2 separate regions of the Oryctolagus cuniculus genome follow, and region 1 is linked to region 2. A link is a contact called in public Micro-C data. All regions are on one chromosome and are shown on one strand. The core of a region is the stretch at or near the end of the contact, and the rest is flanking DNA. Distances in the headings are between cores, read along the strand shown.

Evidence for each region. Hi-C and Micro-C count contacts between places; a contact is called where the count stands out from the background.
Region 1: a Micro-C map of ear pinna shows a contact between it and region 2, with 1.8 times the contacts expected there. The contact joins the enhancer-like site here to the promoter of ERAP1 in region 2. A contact is called at or near these places in 3 of 6 Hi-C or Micro-C datasets (ear pinna, psoas muscle and an unstated tissue).

The regions. Positions count from the first base shown.
Region 1 is chr14:19,529,312-19,533,072 of mOryCun1.1, reverse strand. The region is part of intron 3 of LOC138845143 (a long non-coding RNA gene); the gene reads left to right. Among named protein-coding and RNA genes, the nearest start is that of ERAP1, 49 kb to the right of the region's middle. Within about 2 kb of position 1,967, at least 3 of the 8 cell types and tissues checked have an H3K27ac peak or open chromatin away from gene starts, as enhancers often do. A contact at or near this core is called in ear pinna, where this site is marked.
Region 2 is chr14:19,480,553-19,484,396 of mOryCun1.1, reverse strand. ERAP1 (endoplasmic reticulum aminopeptidase 1) reads left to right here and starts at 2,355. Exons shown (of 19, transcript XM_002713943.5): 1 at 2,355-2,483.

The sequences.
Region 1 (3,761 bases), core at 718-3,217, 49 kb before region 2:
ATTTCCTTCACATCAAAAGAAAAATTAATGATAAATGAGAGTACCCGGGCATTGTGTTTTAAATTTTGATTGAGCTGATTTCCATAAAACTGTCTCCAAGGACGTTCATTGCTGGAGGAAGGAAGCTGGACTCCATGGCAAAAGGAATAACTAGTTGGAATGACTGAAATTCTATAGCAAATGTCCATGAAGTTTAAACACGCGAGTACAATTTCTCACCAGGATCCTAATTAGTGGTGTAACAGTGCTGATTTCAAAGAAGCATTGAGTTTTGAACATTCTGCCCTGAATAATATTATCTCCGTAGGCCTTGTTATTTTTAGTGTGCAATTTTTGCAAAATGTGTGATTCTCCAGGAACACATCAGTGGTGTTATTGTGAGATGCCTGTATTTGACACCTGAACAGCAGAGGTTCAAATAAAAAACAAGGGTTCTCAGGGCTCATTGACAACATTGGCCTTCAGTGATCGGAGTGCAAGGGTTGAGCCAAAGTATCAGACTCAGAACTGAGTTATAAACTGCTATGATCCCAGATTGCTTCCACTGAGGTGGTGTCTCTCAAACCCAGCTTTTATCCACCCCGCGAATGTACATTGCACTCTCCTATACAATTGCAATTGCTACCATTATTAAGAGCCTGCACTGTCTTGCTTTATTTCTTAGAACGCTTAGGTGTATCCAGGTGCATTCAAGTAGGTTGATTTCAGAAATGTAGAACCATATCCTCGTACCTTAGGTGCTCAGCTCACCAACCAAGGTTTAAAGTAGTACATGGGGAGGATGGTCTTTCTAAAGCCACAGGTCACGGTGAGTTCCAAGTTCACACCCTCTACTGGCCAGTGTGGGGAAGGAGTTGTGCTCTGCTCGGTTTGTACCTTGTGTATACTGTGAATGAATACAACCCGTATTACCCAGAGGCTTGTTGGGGGAAGATGTGTTCACTGAACCATGCTGCTTGTAGCTGTGGCTGTTAGCTAGGAAGCACCTTCACACCTCCCAGTTTCTGACATGTGTGTGCACTCACTTCTGATTAGAGATACATAGACAAGGCACTGATGCTGACTTCGGGAGTGCTTTTCCAAACCATGTACTGTACATATTCTTTTAATAAAAAATGATTTGGCGGCAGGTGGCAGGCATTATGACACAGTGGTTTAAGCTGCCTGCCATGCCACATACCATATGAGTGACAGTTCACGTCTTGGCTATTCCACTTCTGATCCAGCTTCCTGCTAATGTGCCTGGGAAGGCAGTGGAAGATGGCCGAAGTGCTTGGACCTCTGTCACCCACATAGGAGACCTGGACAGAGTCCTGGCTCCTGGCTTCCAGCTGTTTGGGGAGTGAACCAGTAGATGGAAGATTGCTTTCTCTTTCTGTCTCTCCCTCTCTCTGTCACATGCTTTTCAAAGAAATTAAATAAATTTAAAAAATATTTATTTGCAAAGTGGAGAGTGAGACAGAAAGAGAGAAAGATCTCCCCACCCTCTGTTTGACTCCCCTTTTGCCTGCAACAGCTGGGGCTGAGCCAGGCCAAAGCCAAGAGCCAGGAACTCTATCAAGTTTCCCACATGGTTGTTAAGGTACCAACCACTTGAGCCAGAGTGTGCATTAGCAGGAAGCTGGAGCTGGAAGTGGAGTCAGGACTCGAACCCAGGCACTGTGATGCAGGTGTCCCAAGTGGTGCCTCAGCTTGTGCACTGAATGCCTGCTCCTGTAGGGTGTATATGCTTCATGGGTGTGAGGCTAAGGCCAGTTCAGTTTCTCTGTCTTGGCCTCCGATGTGCGTGTTTACTTACAAACTTCTGATCTATTTCGCCACAGTCTAGATCCTGAAGTCTGTTTGGCCCATGGGTTGTTTTGGACTAGAGCAGAGAGCAAACAGCCTCTCCCCTGGGGCCAGAGGCCACTAAGGTCCTGTACTTAGAGAACTGCTTGGCCCTTCCTTCCTCGGAAGACTTCCAGGGTTGAAGGCTGACTTGCACTTTGTTTTGGCAGAGCCTCTGGCCTTGACCCCTTACCTACCCTACTCTGTATCTGTTGAAAGAACTGATCTGGACACACCCTGTCTGCTCAGCTCAGTCTCACAACCCGGCCCCTGAAATGCATCAAGGAGCACGCTTTCCAACCACCTAAGAGAAATGTTTTAAGAAAATATCTTTACAAAACCAACTGTACAGTCATCTACAATCTGCACTATGTCAGTCCACTTTACTGTGGGGTCAATACCTTCATTTTTCATGGTGGATGAATCGTAAGTTAAGACAATTTAAAATAGTTTAGTTGTGAGAATTCCTGCAGCATGCGCAGAACTGAGATTAAATTTAAGGCAATAATAATCCCCTGTCAGGAGAAAATGAATCTGTTCATCAGGGTACTTCATTTGAAAGTAATTGAGTCACCATTTCTGTTCACATTACCATCTGAACATTGAGAAACCAAATTAAAAACTATGAGCTTGTAAGATAATTTTCTGAAAAGTTTAACTGTCAGACTTGAATATGAGACTTTGCATCTAAAATATACACTGTTCTTTCAAAAGCAGGAAAACTTTACATTTATGGAAATATGACACTATTTGTGTTATTGTTAAATAGTGGCATTACATCCTGTCCTTAAGTTTTAACTAGGACATTTTGAGAATGGATTTTTTTTCTTTCCAATATTTCTTCTAATCCAAACCTAAGAACGTAACTTTTCCTTTTTATATTATTTATTTATTTGAGAGTAGAGTTATAGACAGAGAGGGAGAAACAGAGAGAGAGGTCTTCCATCTGCTGGTTCACTCACTAAATGGCTGCAACAGCCAGAGCTGGGCAGATCTGAAGCCAGGAGCCAGGAGCTTCTTCCAGGTCTCCCACGTGGGTGCAGGGGCCCAAGCACTTGGGCCATCTTCCACTGCTTTCCCAGGCCATAGCAGAGAGCTGGATCTGAAGAGGAGCAGCTGGGACTCAAACAAGGGATGGCAGTGCTGCAGGTGGAGGCTTAGCCTACTACACCACAGTGCTGGTTGTAAAACATAACTTTTGAGGCCACAAACCTAGATATGGAAAAATCATATTAACTTTTTTCTATAACTGACTTCTATCTTGAATCCCAAATCCATCCAGTGATGGAGAGCTGGCTTTAAAAATTCAGTATCATAAAAAAAAAATTTAAAGCAAGCATTCCTCAGCTGATTCTAGGATTCTATGTTTCTCCTTCAGGGTTTATTTTTCTATAGGTGGTGTTGAGCAGGCTTTGTGTTACACACCGATAGGGGCAGTTGAAGCAGGGCCCTGGTCTCAAGTCAGCATTCATTCTTGTTGGCACCCCTTCTCACAAAAGCCATATTATTCATTGATGTTATCTCTGCCGGATTCCACACTCCTGGGTATCTGAGGAGACTTCAGAAAGTTCATGGAGGGCGGCACTGTGGTGTAGCGGGTAAAGCTGCTGCCTGCAGCACCGGCATCCCATATGGGCACCGGTTCAAGACCCAGCTGCTCCACTTCCGATCCAGCTCTCTGCTATGGCCTGGGAAAACAGTGGAAGATGGCCCAAGTCCTTGGGCCCCTGCACCTGTGTGGGAGACCCGGAAGAAGCTCCTGGCTCCTGGCTTTGGATTGGCACAGCTCTGGCCATTGAGGTCAACTGGGGAGTGAACCAGCAGATGGAAGACCTCTCTCTCTCTCTCTGTGCTTCTACTTCTCTCTGTGTGTAACTCTGACTTTCAGATAAATAAATAAATCTTTAAAAAAAAAGTTCATGTAAAATTCATAT
Region 2 (3,844 bases), core at 1,106-3,605:
TATAGCAGAAGTGTGACAACAGTTCTCAACAAGAACTTACTGAACTTAGCCCAGAAGTTGGGCTCCAGGGCTCCCTTCCATTACATGGTGATTTGGGACTCCTTATGAAGCTGAACCAAACGAAGACGTCTTTGGCCAAGGGTAGAGCTTCCTCAGACAGTGGGATCTGAGGCTCTCCATCAGCTCTGCTTTCCCTTGAATTGGCTTCACTCCAAGCAGGCTCTTTCTGCGAGGTGGCCCTTGGTGGGTCACTTAGCATCTCAAGTCCTCAGGTTCCTCATTCTAGAAAAATGGAGCTTTAAGCCACCTGCACAAGTGCACTGTGAAGACCCAGTGAGAGAAAGCATATTGATACCAACCTGCTTATTAGTAATTTCCAATAGTAATAAGCTTGTGGGCTCTTGCCATGTATTCTGAATACTGGCTCAAATAGACCCGACAACGTGCTAAGTTTTAAAGATGCTTATTCAGTGAGAGAAATGCACGGGAGAGTGACACTGAGCTTTATTTAGGGGAGAGAGAAGTCTAGAAGCTAAGTTGAGTCCATCCCAAGCAGAAAGCAGGCCAGAAGCAAGCCACATGGAGCAAGCGTGCAGGCAGGTAGCCAGAGAGTGGGCAGCCCAAAGGCCTCATGCATCTAAGGTGCAGGTAGCAAGGGCAATAAAGGGGGGGGGGGCACCATGTTCCAGGCCTTTTATCCACTCCCAAAGGGGCGTGGTTACGTAGCCTGATTGGCAGGTGAGCATCCAGGTGGGATCAGGTAGGGGCTTGAGATCACACAGAGGCGTGGTGAGGGCGTGGTCTTCCAGATCACAAACCTAATGGATTTTACGCTATCTGCCTGCCTACACCAATATGAGAATGCTTGCAAACTGCAACACTTCACAGGACTTTGTTAGCTGTCAAGAGCTCAAAACAAGTGTCTCCGGCTCTTAATTTGATATCTGTGCTTTTCTGTTTCTGATTATAAATAAAATGACACAGATTTTGTTCAGCAGGACAGCTTGCAATCGGGCACCTAGGGGGAAAAGTGTCATCCTCTTTATCGAGAATATGAAGATATTCTTTCTAAAATTAGCATTAAAAGAATTGAGTTCTGGGGCCCTGGGAGCTAGGGAGATATCTCAGGGCCCTCAACGTGTGTGTGTGTGTGTGTGTGTGTGTGTGTGTGTGTGTGTTGGGGGAGGGGGCAGTGGGCAGAACCTGAATGGAAGCAGCTGCCCTGTTAATCGGAACAGCTCTGCTTTGGTGAGTTTTCTACGTCTTGATTCTGGGTAAGATTTTCTATCAAAAAGGACAGTGGTAAGATGGTCTTCCCGCCTTCTTCTCTGTCAGCCCCCAGGGCTGCTCTGGCTCGTCCGCCCTGCCCTCCCGCCTCTCAGAGCTATTGTAAAAGAAAGCTGACTGGAAACCGAACGGGAAACCAGGACAGACCTCGCAGAAGGAAAGCGAGGACGTGAATGGGTCTGATGGACGGGAAGCCACGGCCCCCGCCCGCCTCCCTCCTCCGAACCCGCAGAAACCACCGGCTCCCGGGACGAACCCCAAGCTTGCTGCGTGTTAATAAAAAACAAACAGAAAACCTCCCCTGGATGCCGCCCCAGATGAGTCTGGGACACGGCGCCCATGTTTGTGTTAGAAAACGGCCCGAGACCGCAGAGAAGACGCAGAACTCAATGTTGTATGCGAAAGGAGGCCTGCGATGGCTGGGCGACACCGTTCCCAGGCGTCCTCACCCAGCCCTCCGACGGAGGCAGGAGACAGCCCGGGCTGCCCCCAGGGGCCACGGCCGCGCACAACCTAAGGCGTCTGAAAACGCTGGGGGCACGGTTAAGACAAGCCTCCGAGCCTAGCGGGGCTCACGGCGCCCCCTGGCGGTGAGCGGTTGGGGATGTCCCGGCCCTTCGCTCCTGCACGGCCCGCCCAGCCTCTCGGCGCGCACCCGCGGCTCGGCTTCCGGCAACAGGCGCGAGAGTCCCCGGGGACAAGTTTCTGGGGCGGGCCCTCAGAGCTCTGCATCCATTCGCAGAGAGAGGATGACGGACACCCCCTGCGTCCAATGGGCGTCGTGCTCGTGCCGGCCTGGCGGACCCGCGAGCTCCAGCCGGGCATCGGACCCCCTCCGAAGCGGCCGCGTGGTCCTGCATCCCGCGGCCAGCCACGCAAAGCCAAACCCAGCTCCCAGAGACACTGCGAGGGAAGGGCCAGCCTTGAGAGGGGCGCTGCTGCCCGCCCGATCCTTGCCTTGCCATCCCGGGCCTGCAGCCCCCACTTCCCGACCCCCGCCTTGGGGACGGCGGCCTCGCACTAGGCCCCGCTCCCGGGGTTCCCCACCAGCGCCCCTTTCGGCCGGGGCTATTCGGGGCCTGCAGCTGGGGCTCGGGCCGCGCGCTCCTCCACGCCCGCCCGCCCGCCGCCGGCCCCGCTTTCACTTTCGGTCGCGGAGGCTCCAGGCGGGCGGCGGCGGCGGCGGCGGCGCGAGGGTGAGCAGGGGCGCGGGGCCCGGGTGCGGGCAGGGGGCTGCGGGGCGGGCCCCTTCCCTGAGGGCTCCCGGGAGGGCCGCGGGCGCCGCGGGCACCAGCCCGGCGGGAGGAGGCGGCGGGCGCCGGCCGGCTGCTGCTCTGCGCTGGCTCCGTGCGCGCCCCGGCCGGGTGCAGCCGGCCCCTCGTGGGCCGGGGGCTGGGGACCCCGCGCGAGGGCGGCTGAGAAAGGAGGGTGGCCCCTGGCTGAGCCCTGGGGAGGGGCGGGCCGCAGGTGTCCCCCGGGTCGCTGCCCAGCCGCCTTAACCCGTACTCACCCGTATTTCTCGCTCCCGCTTCGCTCGGGAGCTACCCGGGTTTTATTATTTAATTATCTTAAGCAAATTAAATGTCCCTGCGGGTGCCTCCCAAGCCAGGTGGGCCTCGGAGTTAATCCGTGAGAGGAAGGGGAAGCAGGTGCTTCCCCAGTGCTCTCGGCCAATGGACGTTTATGGTGCGGGCCAGTTCAGAAACGGCTGTTTTCTAGAGAATGCCCGAATTTACTCTGAACTTAGGCTGTGGTCAACAGTCTGGCGGTGGGGTGGGGTGGGGGGAGCACTAGGCAGACTTTACAGGATTGGTTAGAGTCCCTTCCCTGAGGATTTGGCCATGCACCACGTATTCCAGTTAAGGCCCGGTTGCCAGCGGCCTCCTTGGTGAGGCAGAATCGAAAGCAGCCTACACAGAGTCGTTGCAAAGGCACCTTAGACTCTTCCTGGCGGAGAGGTGAACTTAGCCAACAGCCTGCTGCCCTTCCATCGGGATCACTGAAAGTGAAAGACGCTCTGCTTGTGGCTGGTCCGATGCCAAAGGGAGATCCTTTCAAAAACTGTTTGAGGCAGTACAGTCAGGTTCAGGGACATTGTTGAAAGCCTTTAGCTCCACGCTCTAGACCTGTGCCTTTAACTGCCTGTCTGCTTGATCCCCTTGGACGTCTCAGACATCACAAACTAAACCAAACGATGAACAAGATTCCCCTTCCATCCCGGCAATACAATTCAATCTGTTCCTCCCGAAGTCCCCCCCCAGCTCAGAGAAGATGCTCATTCTAGACACCTGGCCCCCAGGCCTGATGCTGACCTCTCTCACCCCCGACTTGGGTTTGCCCTGATACAAATGATGGGTCCATCCAGCGGGGCCTCTTCCACCTCTGCACAAGCCACAGGCTGAAGCCCTGCCCGGGTTCCTAACTGGCCTCCTCCCTTCATTCTCAGTGCTTTCCAGCCTTCCACTGTACACACAGCAGCCAAGCTGGTTTTTCTTAAAATGTGAACTGAGGCCGGCGCCGTGGCTCACTAGGCTAATCCTCCACCTAGCGGTGCCGG